2 separate regions of the Oryctolagus cuniculus genome follow, and region 1 is linked to region 2. Evidence: chromatin contacts called from public Hi-C data. All regions are on one chromosome and are shown on one strand. The core of a region is the stretch at or near the end of the contact, and the rest is flanking DNA. Distances in the headings are between cores, read along the strand shown. Region 1 overlaps DNM3 (dynamin 3). Region 2 overlaps DNM3 (dynamin 3).

Evidence for each region. Hi-C and Micro-C count contacts between places; a contact is called where the count stands out from the background.
Region 1: a Hi-C map of skin fibroblasts shows a contact between it and region 2, with 2.1 times the contacts expected there. The contact joins two enhancer-like sites. A contact is called at or near these places in 2 of 6 Hi-C or Micro-C datasets (skin fibroblasts and an unstated tissue).

Annotation. Positions count from the first base shown.
Region 1 is chr7:26,185,121-26,191,820 of mOryCun1.1, forward strand. The region is part of intron 17 of DNM3 (dynamin 3); the gene reads right to left. Among named protein-coding and RNA genes, the nearest start is that of C7H1orf105, 140 kb to the left of the region's middle. Within about 2 kb of position 4,576, at least 1 of the 8 cell types and tissues checked has an H3K27ac peak or open chromatin away from gene starts, as enhancers often do.
Region 2 is chr7:26,070,264-26,077,272 of mOryCun1.1, forward strand. The region is part of intron 21 of DNM3 (dynamin 3); the gene reads right to left. Among named protein-coding and RNA genes, the nearest start is that of C7H1orf105, 24 kb to the left of the region's middle. Within about 2 kb of position 2,033, at least 2 of the 8 cell types and tissues checked have an H3K27ac peak or open chromatin away from gene starts, as enhancers often do.

The sequences.
Region 1 (6,700 bases), core at 3,326-5,825, 120 kb after region 2:
GGGACTGGCTTTGTGGCACAGTGGGTTAAGTCACTGATTATGAGCCTGTCATCCCATATCAGGGTGCCAGTTAGAGTCCTAGCTACTCTGCTTCTGATCCAGCTTCCTGCTAATGCACCTGTAAAGGCAGAAAGGGATGACCCAAGTACTTGGGCCCTTGCCACCATGTAGGAGACCAGGACAAAGTTCCAGGCTCCTGGTTTTATACTGATCCAGACCTGACGTTTGTAGCCATTTGGGGAGTAGGCCAGCTTATGGAAAACCTCTATCTTTCTCTCACTCTGCCTTTGAAATAAATACATAAATATCAATGAGACTTCAGACTTAATTATAAATCTATCATATATGTGCTATATTGTCATGTTTCTCTATTTTCGCTCAGGTATATGCCAAAAGATTTTTATCAAAGTCTAAGTATATTATGTCTACTTAATTCTATTTAAAAACTAGAGTTAGTCTGGTTCAATGTGTTTTTCAAGATTCAAAGCAAATTCCTATTGAACACTGATATATTTTCTAAATAACTGTAAACATTCCCTATATCCACTACAAACTTTATAGCAGGGCATTGATGATAAACCCATCAATAAAAATTTCCACTCTGCTTTCCGTTTTTGAAAATCTGAACAATCTCCACTGTGGAGTTTTGCTGATGTTCCCACCAGTAATAACCCTCCTCATGTCTCCATTTCTGCACGCATTCACTCTGTCACTAATGCTACATTATTGAAGACCTGTGAACTTCCTTTTATCATATTTTCCCTTCTCATTTTACTTGTCTATTGAAACTCCAGTGAGATTGTTTTCTTATTTAGTTCCTTGATCCAAGTCGCTAAACAAGGCAACAGAAAAACTATAACTTCTCTAACAGCACACACTTCAAATTCTTTAAAAAAAAAACAAAAAAGAATTATTTTATTTATTTGAAAGGGAGAGAGAGAGAGAGAGAGAGAGAAATATTGATTCCATCCGCTGGTTCATCTGCCAAATGGCTGTAATTGTAATGGCAGGGGCTTAACCATGCCAAAGCGGGGAGCCACTCCATCTAAGTCTCCCACATGGGTGGCAAGGGTTCAAGTACTTGGGCCATCATTTGCTGCTTTCCCGGGCACATTAGCAGGGGGATGGATTGTAAGTGGAGCCGCTAGGACTAGAACCAGAGCTCTGATAGGGGATGTTGATGTTGCAGATAGCAGTTTAACCCACTGCATTACAACATAGGCCCCACACATCAAATTCTTACCTGGAGATAAGTAGGCACCCAACTGTTCCAAATGTCCCTATTATACTTTGTAGAAAATATGCTTCCTCACTGAACCAGGTGATTATCATTTCACACCTTTTCTTCCTTCAAATCTCAAACAAAGCCTTTACTATTCATACTTCACTGATAACCTTGCTTCTACTTCATAGGGAAAATATACACAGACAAGACCAGATGAGAATGCTCGATCTCCTTTCTAACAAATCCATCAGACTGATTGTATTGCAAGTACAGACTCTGCCTTTCCCTTGCACAATGGATGGTCATATCTTCAATTTATGCACTGGGTCCCATCTCTCTCTCTCTCTCTCTCTCTCTCTCTCTAAGATTTATTTATTTTTTGAAAGAGTTACACACAGAGAGAAGGAGAGGCAGAGAGAGAGAGAGGTCTTCCATCGATGGTTCACTCCCCCATTGGCCACAATGGCCAGAGCTACGCCAATCCAAAGCCAGGAGCCAGGAGATTCTTCCAGGTCTCCCATATGGGTGCAGGGGCCCAAGGACTTGGGCCATCTTCTACTGCTTTCCCAGGCCATAGCAGAGAGCTGGATAGGAAGTAGAGCAGCTGGGACCTGAACCAGTGCCCATATGGGATGCCAGCACTGCAGGTGGCAGCTTTACCTACTACGCCGCAGCACCGGCCCCCAAATCTCTCTTAATGTTCTCTTGGACTTTCTTCCTACAATCATTCCCTTTCTCTTCAACATTTTTTCCCTTTCAACTGCTTAGATAATCCATATGGCACAGTAGTGTGCTTTAAAAGTGACCAATTAGACACACACACACACACACACACACACACACACTTTCTCTTAATCTTGTTCTACTCCCAAGAACCACTGTATTTCTATCTGCTTTGACAGAAAAACTCCTTAAATTTTTTTGAATTGTTTCTTCTATCACTTCCCTCTCATTCTTTCCTCCATCCACTCCAGTGAGGACTGTGATCCTGTTACCCTACAGACAAGGACCAAGGGATTCACATCTAGAGAACCACCAAGCCACTTCAAATAAAATAAAACTCCAAGAAAGTTTGTGTCAAATAGCAAAACATGAACTGTAATTACATACTACATATGAAACAAATGACATTGCACATGTAGGATTGACACACAGGACATGCAACCAAAAAATCTATTCACAAACAAAAATCATTATGCTTATTATGAAAATCAAGAAAACAAAACTACCTTGTTGGCATTGAATTCAAAATTTGCAAAATTATAAAAATAAGCAAAACACAATACAGGATACTATAAAGCCATGAATTAACTATGGAAAACCAAGCATATCATTGTTAAATTTAACAGCTTTCTCTCTGATGAATCATAAAATGAAATGCAACTGTAATATAAAAGATGAGAAAAGCAAAATTAGGAATGAGATTTATGATTTCACAAATCAGATTAAATCATCTTAAGGAATACTAATTATACTTCTATGATAGTAATTTTGTAAAGAACAGTTATGGACATAATTGCTAAGAAATATAAAATCACAATTACAAGATCCCAAATGACTAACATCTACAGGATAAATCGCAAAAAATATAAAATTTTGCTTCAAAATCATTCTGGTTTCAGAGAGCTTTATACATAATTATTTCTCTAATTTTAAGTGAAATTTTATGTCCTTCATGTAGGACTTTTCAGAAAAGTAATAGATTAATGCATATTCTAAATTTCCAAAAACCAAAATGTGCTATGCAGGATTGCCCAAGCTTATTCTATCCTAGAATTATTCCCCCACCATTCAACAGTATGAAAAAGACCAAACTTTTTGATATACCACTGTATAGCCTCTTGATACCTCTAATCTCAAAATCTTGATTTACTCTCAAATCTTCTTGCTCTCCAACGTTCCCTCATATTACTAAATAGAATTTAGTGCTTGTGCTGGGTGCTTGTGCTAGATGCATACAAGTTATTAATGATACCCTTTTCTTCCCCTACACATTTTTTACCAGTCAGTGTTGTCAATGCATCCTCCATTAGCCCTCAATGACTCTTCTATTTCATCTTTGTAGTTCAGAATGCCATCACCCCTCAGTTGGATCACAACAAAAAATTCCCAATACCTGCGTTTGCTCCACCCCCTACTCTCCATTCTACAGCCCAATCTAACCACATTTCTCCCTATCAGTGTTTCTCCACTGCATAAGATAAAGATCACAATTTTAACAAGGTTGAAAACCATCTGGTTCCTGACTTACTCATCAGGCACTAGCTACCAATGCTTCTTCCTGCCTCAGGGTCTTGGCATATGTTATGCAGTCTGCCTGGTACAATCTTTCTTTCTCCTTATTTCTACACTTAGAATTAGTTTAAACTGTTCTTGAATTCTTAAATTGGCATGTCACTCTTTTAAATTCTCACAGAAGATACAAGTAAGTGCTGTAATCAGATGATTATTATTTGCTATCAATCTCCATTATTACATGATGTAAATTTTGTGAGTAGGGAATATGTTTTTATTCATAGAACCTAAGTGTAGTACCAATGTTTAGTAAATAATTTCCAGTGAAAGAATGAAACTGAAGAAATCATTAACACCTAAGTAAGCTTAGGATCCTTCATTTCATTAAAATATTTTTTCTTGTCTTTCAATGCTTTCTTTAAAGATCATTAGAAATGTTTCAAATTGGAGAATTGACTCATTCCCAACAGGACATTATTTCTTCGAATTGAGTTGATTTGATATTTGACCTATGCCATTTCCTTTTCTTGACATAGAAAAGAATAAAAACAAATAATATTTTAAAATAAAATTAAATTTAAAATCTTTAGAAAAATATGTAAGAATCTTGCAAAACACATTTACTGTAAGTCCAGCTGCAGAAGACTGCTGAGTCACCACTAGTCCTGACCTCCTCTGGCTGCCAATGGCCCTGGTGCCAGATCCATGTCAGCAGTAATAACTGTCACAACAAAAGAGCTGAAAGTATGAATTTTGGTTATAACCATGGAGGTTTTATTTGTGATGAAGAAAGGTCAAAAAAGAGGTAGGTTACAATTTAAATGGCAGAAATTTTCAAAATACACAAAGCTTACTATCTAACTAGTCATCACACCCAAATGCTAAAATAATCTGATGTCATAAAAACTAAAAATGTATTGAAATAAAAATAGAAAAGGTGAGATCAGTCAGAAAGTGGGAACTTAATCTCCTGGCTCATTGAAGGGACTTCAGTTCATGGCTCCTTTTCCTCAGTCTTCTTTGTTTCCTTTCTCAAGAGGAAGAAGACTAACTGATTTGAATGGTGAGTTACAAAGGAGAAATTGAGAAAGCCTGTGCCTGCAGGACACAGGCATTTCTCTCCCATTCCAAGATGTTCTGGTGAGCTCTGCCCTCTGGTAGAGGCCTGTGGTCTCTCAGCTGTGGTTGTGATTACTGAGAGCTGAAGTATGAGCTAGACATTTGGCCATGAATTTGATCCATTTGTTCCATGCCTTATCTGTTTGTTTCCTGTGTACTGCTTCTAAAAACAGCAACAGCAACCATTTCAACAAGGGAGGGCAAGAAAAGGGTAGGATTAAGGGGCTCCCTAAAACTCCAACAGTGGTGATGGGTTTGGTTTCAGATGGGTTAAAGAGGAAGCCACAGAAGGCCTTGTGAGTGAAAATGCCCAGTAGGCAGTTGGAGATGTGGAGCTGGTGTCTCAGGATAATAAGTAACCATACAGCATGTGGCTATGATGCTGGGTGCCATGTGAATTTATTTTATTTTAATACAGCTTATTAGCTTCAATAAGTTATTTTCCCACAAGAGGACAAGCCAAACAGCCACAGGTCATGCGTCTACTTGGGCATAACCAATAGCAGGCAAATTAGCCAACATTACAATGTCATTAAAAAAAAAAAAAAAGAGTTGTTGTTGCAATCCAAACTTCATTTAGCCCAAAGCAATGAATGAAAGACTTTAGAATGGAATAAAAGGCAACTGGTGAAGAAAGCAGAGAGAGAACCACAATTATCCTAAGTCTGTCTTGTTTATTAAACTCAGCATTTTTAAAATGAGAGGAATAAATATGAAGTGGCCATTGGCCTTTCCATGCCATGCCTTATCACATGCTAGGGAAACAAATGCTGCCCAGTCCATACTAGTATGGCCCTTACCTTCAACGTGTACTATACTCGAGAATCACTCGGTGTGGAATCTTTCATTGGAGTTAATGATGCGATAATAATAACAATAATAGTAATTTATAACTCATTAAAAATTTCTGCAAAACAAAAATTTATGAGGAACTATGATGAGAACAGAAGTAGAATCTAATCCCAGAAGGTGTAGTGTTTATCAAGAAGCCAAAAATTCTGGAATAATATGGACGGTTTTGGGTTCATCTTAGTTTACAAGCACCTAGAAGAATTACATGAGAATTTTTAGAGTCTGGGACTAGGGAGATGTCTTTTGAAAGTTTTAATATTGATATTAAGATACTGTTAAAGAGAACAGGGTAGAAGAACATTTTAAAAGAATGAAAGAACTGGCAGGGTCATGTTATCAATGGCTGTGTTCAGTAGGTCCCCCCAAAATAGCTTTCCAAAATATTTTAAAATTATTACTTCTTGATATTATTGTTTAAATCATGTCAAGTCCTATGCATGCTCCTCCTTGAATTCATTTTGAAAAGTTTAGTGTGAGTTTTTACCATGGAAATATAGATCTACACTGCTCTATCTGAGGCCCCATAAGGATGCCCTGGGTACATCAGGGAAGTCTGGACCTTTGTGGACAGGGTTGCATACAATGTGTGTGAACTTGGCATGCTGCACCTCCCAGCCCAAGCTAGGGGAAGCACCTCCATTATGGTTGTGAGGCATCTCACTGCCAACCTTCAGTGACAGCAGAATGAGCGGACCCACACACATCCTGTGCACAAAATTGCTTATAGCCCAAAATCAACATCTTTGTTGCAAAAAGTTGGTAAAATTCTATCCTGCAGGAAGTTTGATCATTCTGTGACTTGGTTAAGGAAGCCATTTTAGGTATACCCAACCATTTTTGACATAATGGTGACAAGGAACTCTATAAGGAAATAAGTCACAAGATCATTTTAAAATATTAATCATTTCACTAGCAACATGTGTTTTGCATGAGAAAGTGATATGAAAGCAGTAAGATGCTGGTGATGGTTGTGATGGTCCTGAGGCCAAGAAGCCCATGATATGCCCTTTTCTCCCTTCAAACCATGGCATGTCCCGTTGCTTCTGACCTCTAGACCTCTTCACCACCTGGCCAACCTCTATTCATTCTTACAGCCTCAACTCAAATTCCCAGTTAGTATTAACGGGGTAAATTACTTCTTCTTTGTTGTTCCCAGTGCCTTATTTATAAATCAGTTGGGTTGAACTATTAATACTTGCTGTTTATAGAATTTATTACTATCAAAGGTGGTACAAGTATAAACAATACTAGAGTTGATTTACATAAAAT
Region 2 (7,009 bases), core at 783-3,282:
TACCCCCTCACACACACACACACACACACACACACACAGAGACAGAGAGAGATTTTCCATCCACTGGTTCACTCCCCAGATAGCAGCAATAACCAGGGCTGGGTCAACTGAAGCCAGGAGCCAGGAGCCAGGAGCCTCCTCCAAGTCTCCCATGTGGATAGCAGGGGCCCAAGCACTTGGGCCATCCTCTGCTGGTTTTATTAGGTGTATTAGCAGGGATCTGGATTGGAAGCGGAACCACGGGGACATGAACTGGTGCCCATAAGGGATGTTGGTGTGTTGCAGGTGCCAGCTTCACCTGCTATGCCACAACACCGGCCCCTTTAAATATGATTTCTAAAAAGCATTACTTTTGAGATTAATTTTTTTATATTTTGGCCTCCACATCATAACATTGACCATAGATAAAGTGGAGAGAGAAAAGGGTTAGAGTGATGCAAAGAAGCAGAAGTTAAGAAGAACTCAGTGTGGGAAAGTTACACAGAGAGGGGCCATCGTTTTTTATGGGTTTTTCAAGCACATGGCTGTGAATGGAGTTAGATAACAGCCTTTCCAGTGATTCGTTGTGCCTTTTGTGCTTCCCTCCTCCTCCCTCCTATTTCCCCCCTTCCTTCTTCCCTCCCTCCCTCTTTCCCTTTGTTCCTTTCCTTCTTTCCGTTCTCTCCACTCCCATGTGCCCACCCCCTCCAAGAGACTTCCCAGAACTTAATTTCTGTAGAAACCTACTACTTCCATAGATGGTGGTGGGTAAAACTGTTTCTGATCCTCCTCACCTTCTATTTTCTCTCTGACTTTCCCCTCCCTCCCCAGGCTGCAGCAGAGGGGGAGGCAGACTCCCACCACTTGGCAGAAGAAGGAGAAGAGCTGAGAACTAACCACAAGGAAAGTCCAGCTTCCACTTATGAGACATGCATTCCTTTGCCATCTCAGCTCAGGGAGAGAAAAGAAATAAAAGCAGCAAGGGTGAGGGCTATAAAATTCATTTCTGCCCTGTGATATTTGGAGATCCTTTTTCTGCCTTTCTGGGACAGCAAGGACCGAGAGTGTGACTTGGGGCCTTTCCTCAGAGAGCGTGGCTATGTAAGCAACAGTGTTGATAGAAAAGCTAACATTCCAATTCCTTTTATTTTATTTTCTTAGCAACAATAAAAATAAACAGCGAGAGGAATTTGGAGACTTAGAGATTTGTGCTGTACCAACTTTTCAGTGTCTGCCTGATCTTGATATTGCCCCTTGCATTAAGGGACAGTTTTAAGGGTATCACTTGTTATTTTTTTTTTTCTGGTCATTTGGATCAATTCAAGTGGTTAAAAACAGAGACAAAGAGTTGCCCTTTACCAATTACAATCCCAGTCACTTATAAAAAGAAAATCCAGCAGGAGGAGCTCTAACATGCCTTAGAGCTCCAATTTTAAAAACGAAAAACTTTCAGAGCAAACAGAAAAACAGAGAAGCATTGTGCCTTGCAAGCTGCCATGTCAGTGGACAAATATGTGAGTAAGTCCAATTAAATGCTTAGCGAGAAGCCAAGGGATGGGACTGATGGGGACAGAGCTGCCCATGCTTTCTCTTTTCCACAAGTCTCCTCGTTCTGATGCAGTTAAAGGGGGACAGGCTCTTACAAGAGGAAGAAAGTGCAGACTTCTGGGCAATTTTAGAAGTTACTCTTTTCCTGTGAAAGTGTCATATTGTTTCTAAATAAATCTCTGACAGTGGCTCAAGAACCATCTTAAAATGGGATTTTCATTGTTGGTTGAAAGCACTAGAAATCTCCTAAAGGTTCAGCCTCCCACTTGGGGGTGTGTTGGAGGCACAGTTTTTCTTTTTTTTTTTTTTTAAATGAGAGAAATGCTGTGTTTGTAAAAATAGGTGCTAAAAGGGCAAAGAATCATATGTCCCCAGGGTCATGTAAAAAGTCTGCAGAAAGAATTAGAGCTTTCTTTACACACACACACACACACACGCCAACTGAAGTACAAAGAACTTAACTCAGGAAAATGGTGAGGAGCATACAAAATTTAAGAGCTATTGGAGTTTCAGGGTAAGCCTTTCCACTTTGGACAGCGTCGTGGGGTGGACCGGATGAGTGGGCATATACAACGATCAGAATTACTTAACCCGAAGGAAATTTTCAGCCAATCTCTTTTAATCCTTTGCCAATAAGAAGTCAACATTTTTGTTTTACACCTTACTGGTATGCCCACATTTAAAATTTTTATACAAGAATTTTTATATAAGCTCCTACAGAAACTTTAACTGGACCGGTTCAGACCAAAAGTCTCTAAATAAAGCTAGTCTAGACGGAAAATCTATGGAAACCATATGTCCTTCGGGCATCTGTCGTGCAAAAACTGCCACAAGCCTGGAGAAATCGTTCACAAAATCTGCCTTTAGGATAACACTGCTGTAATGACCATGGAGGTTCTGCTTAAGAAAACTTGGGAAAGTGAAGCCGGAATGTTTATAAATGAACGGCTCTCATTTCCACATATACCTCTAAATGTCTGTAAACATCACAGAGAGGACAGGCCTAGTCAGATATCATTTATATTTCCATTACTTTACAAGGGATCCAAAAAGTGTACAGTTTTGTTCCTCCAGACCCCTATGGAACATTAGACCAAGGGATCTCAAAGCGACTGTTCTCACCCACAGAGAACTGTTTTGAATAATGCTGTATGTGGATGAGGCCAAAAGACAGAACATTTTCTTCTGATTATTACCTCATTCTACTGCTCTGCCAAGCACAGCTAGAAGGCAGGTGTCTGACATAAGTGACTAGAGGAAGACTATTCTAGATAACTGGGTGGCTGGCCCAGCCTGCAGACAAAGGAAATGGGGGGAGGGAATAAGATGGGAGCACAATAAAAAGCAACAGTCTAGAATCTTGCTTTTTCAATCCCGCAGTGCTTTATGAACTAGAGACAAAGGTCAGTGCTACCTTCATTATTGTAGCTACACAGTATTACAACTCAGACATTTTAATTTTAATAAGTGGCATTAAATCAATAGGAAAAATAAATGAATGCAAAACTTTTACGACAAAGACATTTTAAGTAAAACTGTAAACAGTCCATGAAGACTATGAAAGTGTTTGTAAATTGCAGATTCTTTGTGACCCTTTAGAATATTTTCCTGACACTTGCTCTACCTTGGAACAAAACAGTAGCAACTGTTATTGGCAAGAGTGCCCCCAAGTGTTGTTCACCTAGAAGACAGCCAACGAACAATACATATAAATGACCACATGTGACAAAAGCTTTCCATATACAGAAATATTTATGTGTACAGAAATCTTCAAGATGTAATGAGTCACACACCAAAGTTTTAAGTAAAAGTGAGAAACCACTACTTCAATGTGCTTACTCAAAGATGTGCTTTAAAATGAAGTTTCAATACACTTATTGATGTTCAAGCATTAAGATGGTAATGGAGGAATTCAGAGTGTTTTAAGTATGAAAGCGAATCAAGTAATTACACCAAAAATCTTCATTACAGATTCCTAAACTGATCTATTGAGTATTTAAGGAAGTTAATCACAGTCTGCCAGAGGAGGCACAAGATTTTTCTGGTCCATTATTTTCAGTCCTAAGTGCCACTATTATTAGAGCTGAAAGTCCAAGTCTGCTTTCATGCAAATAATATTTGCAGCATGGGTTTTATTTTGACTTTACACATAAGTATGTGGAGGGAAATTACTGCAGCGGTTTCTCTAGGCAACAAATTTGCTACTGTTTTTGTAACTTTCCCATTCCAAGAAGTAATAATTAAGATACCACGGAATTTGCCTCAAATGAAATTTTATTATTTTAGTTATTAAAATATTTTCCAACACTACTAAGGAGAAAAAGGAATTCTAGTTGTTTTTAAAAGTCTACAGATATTTTCTCATTTTTTTTATAGCTTTTCCTCAGTGAACGGTGTTTTAATAACCAAGTTGGAAGACTGGCTGTGGGCCTCTGAGCACAAAACTTAGGTGTAGATTTACATGAGAGAACGTTGTTCATTCTTAAGACTAGCTTGGAGAGTAATACTCATATAGACTTAAAAAATCCATGTGGTACAGAATGTATCTTACGTAAATACCCAATCCCAAACAAAATAACTTCATCATAGCCTCGGCCTGCAAAATGCCTTTAGAAGTCTTTCTCATCTCTTACTCTCAAAGGAGGGCTCATGCTAGATGAGATACACTAATCTTCTGAGACAAAGAAAATAATTTAAGTATACATTTCAAAACCAAATTTAGATTGAATGGTCTCATGAAAAATCTGAAACCAAATACAGGTAATATTTATATGGTGGAGGCAACTAGTGTATTTGATTGTAAAATAAACTCATTTCCCAAGGCATATTCAAAGCTACTGGAGACCTTCTTACATTGTCTTCCTTTTTCTCTAGGTTTTCAAAATTATCATAGAAGTGGGAGATTCTCCTGTGGCAGCGTATCTGGTTGGTGGTGATCCTGGTCATTACCTTATTCTCTCTCTTTATTGAAACGTTAGCCATTCCACCAAAAAAGCAGGAAGGAAGCTTATTTCTAAATTACATATTAACTTGCACATTACTAGGTTCCAACAAGAGCAGTAAGAGAATTTACACCATGTCATGCTTTCTAGTGATTAAATTAATTCCCAATTTGGCCGTAGTGGGTGTGGAGTGGGGAGCAGATTTTATGAGGGTTTGGAACTCTCCGTATCTCTGAGCAATTGAAGTCAGGAGGCCCTGCCTTACCACTGATTATGAGTGATGGAGAATTTTGCTACACGCCATTTTTTGGAAACTTTTTTTTCTTTTAAAATCCTTGAATGGGATATGTTTACAATTTATGTGAACTGATCATCTTGACCAGAAAACAGGAGTGGTGTTTCCTACTGCTCATGGGAGTTGTTAGAAAACAAGAAATCAGAGTACCTGCTATTTGCACTCTTGCTTATGATGTGGCTGTGATGCTTGAAAAGCAGTCAGAAGGGAAAGAAAGTACCATGCCATGATGCAAGGCTGCTTCAGGCCCTTGTGGCTGTAGACTGTGCCCTGTGCAACGATTCTATTTTTGGTCAGAGCTGCCATGCCATCTAAAACTCATCTAAATACTTCAGTAATGTGACATCAATAAACAAGCAGATTCTCCCAAACCCAAAGCATTTTCAACACCACTCTCCCCTCGTCTGCATTGAAAATATTGGCCAGACCGAAAATGTAGCATTCTTTTGGCAACAGCATTTGGTAAACCAGATGGATTTCATTTGGCAAGTAAAGGGTGTAAATATGTGTTTGGATTCAGAGGTTTCCCCAGACAAAGCTTACAATATGCTGGCACAAGTAAACTAGAGGATTTCAGTGGGGGCATTTAAATTTCTGTGTTTAAGTAGCAATAAAGTTATGACAAGCAGGCAAAAGCCATCAAACCCTCAGCGAAATCCTCAATTCCTGTTGTCTCTTGCTGGAGATAGGCATTAAAGGCACATTCTGTATGAAAGAGGCAGCATTTACATTTTCATTAATTTCCTGGCTTTTAGGGGCTAAAGCAAGTCTAGTCAGCGTTACTTAAATTTCGTATCTAATATTTCACAGTAGCTGATAAGTCCGCGGGAAGGAGAAAGCCGTCAAGATCCCATTCATAATTAGAGTTTGCTGCTTGGCTCCAACTTAGAATTGAAAGAATAACAAGTCACGTTGGGCCTTGGATCTCTCTGAAACACATACCATCTAACCAGCACTGTCTGAACGTAAAGGGTTCCCTGTAAAAATCACTCTTTTCTGACTGAGGGGAATTCGGGGCACTGGGATGAAATAGGAACCCCTACTTGTGTGTGTCTGATCACACTGGGGAAAACAGTTTTCTCCCTTCTTTGAGCTGACATCAGGTTGTATGTAGGAACATTCAGCAGATTCCAACTGGTGACAATTTGCTGCTGACTGGCCACAGGAAGAATAATAATCATTGATGGTGTGTTTTTCACCGGCCAGTGGCTCCTCTGCCAGAATCCTGTCTTGGCTGTCTTCCTCTATCCATCAGGTGAAACTCAGGGCAGGCAGGATACCCTAAAACTCAGAAGGGCTTCCTTACAATGGTTGCAACTTAGCAGCTTGGGGCCCCAAAGAGCTCAATGAGAGAGCATTTGTTATTATTTGTCACGGGACATGGAAGCAAATACAAATACAAATTTGGTTAACTGAATGCCAGTTACGACTGGGCGGGCAGTGGCATGCTGTTATATTTACTGCCGCTGTCTGCATTTGTGTTACTTGCGCTTTGCCTCATGGAGATCATTTCTTAGTTCGCTTTTTGTCTTACCTGCCTGCAACATGGGATGTTTGGGAAAGTAAGATAAGGGTCTCATTGAAAACAAAAAGGCCATCTGCAGTCTGCCTTCCCACGTCGGCAAAGCTCCCACACTCTGACCTTCAAAAACAAATGTGTCCTGAAGCCTCACTGACAGGGACAGCCAGTCACCTGGACTGGGGCAGGATATGGGCAGGTTTGTGTAAAGTGGACCCAGAAGGAAACCACCAAACTAATTATACTTTCACTTAAGCCAGATTGAAAACAAGTCCTGAAGCATGCAAAAGCTGACATCCACCTTTGATTCACCATATTTCACCAGTGAAGTATTCTGTTACAACCAGAATCATTGTGGAATTGGAATGAGGCTTTTCATGGGATAGTTAATGGAGGGTTTAAATTAAAACGGACATTTTCCTTAGTGAGCAGCACGTGGCCAAAATCCCTGTTTTCCCCGAAGTGTCCTAAGCATCATGAAGACTCATGTTAACATGGAAACAAATTATTAATTACAGTTTGGGGCTTCAGTAATAAATTTTGGGACATGGTTGCCTCATGAGATGCCTTGAATACTAACAATCAAAAAAGAGCTCAAAGTTACTTCTATTCTTAGCACTTATACTTATGAAAAAAAATCTTTGCTTGACTTTTAAATCCAGTTGCCAAAAATAAAAAAAAAAAACTACTCCCTAAATTATCAGAATATCTAATTACAAATGTATT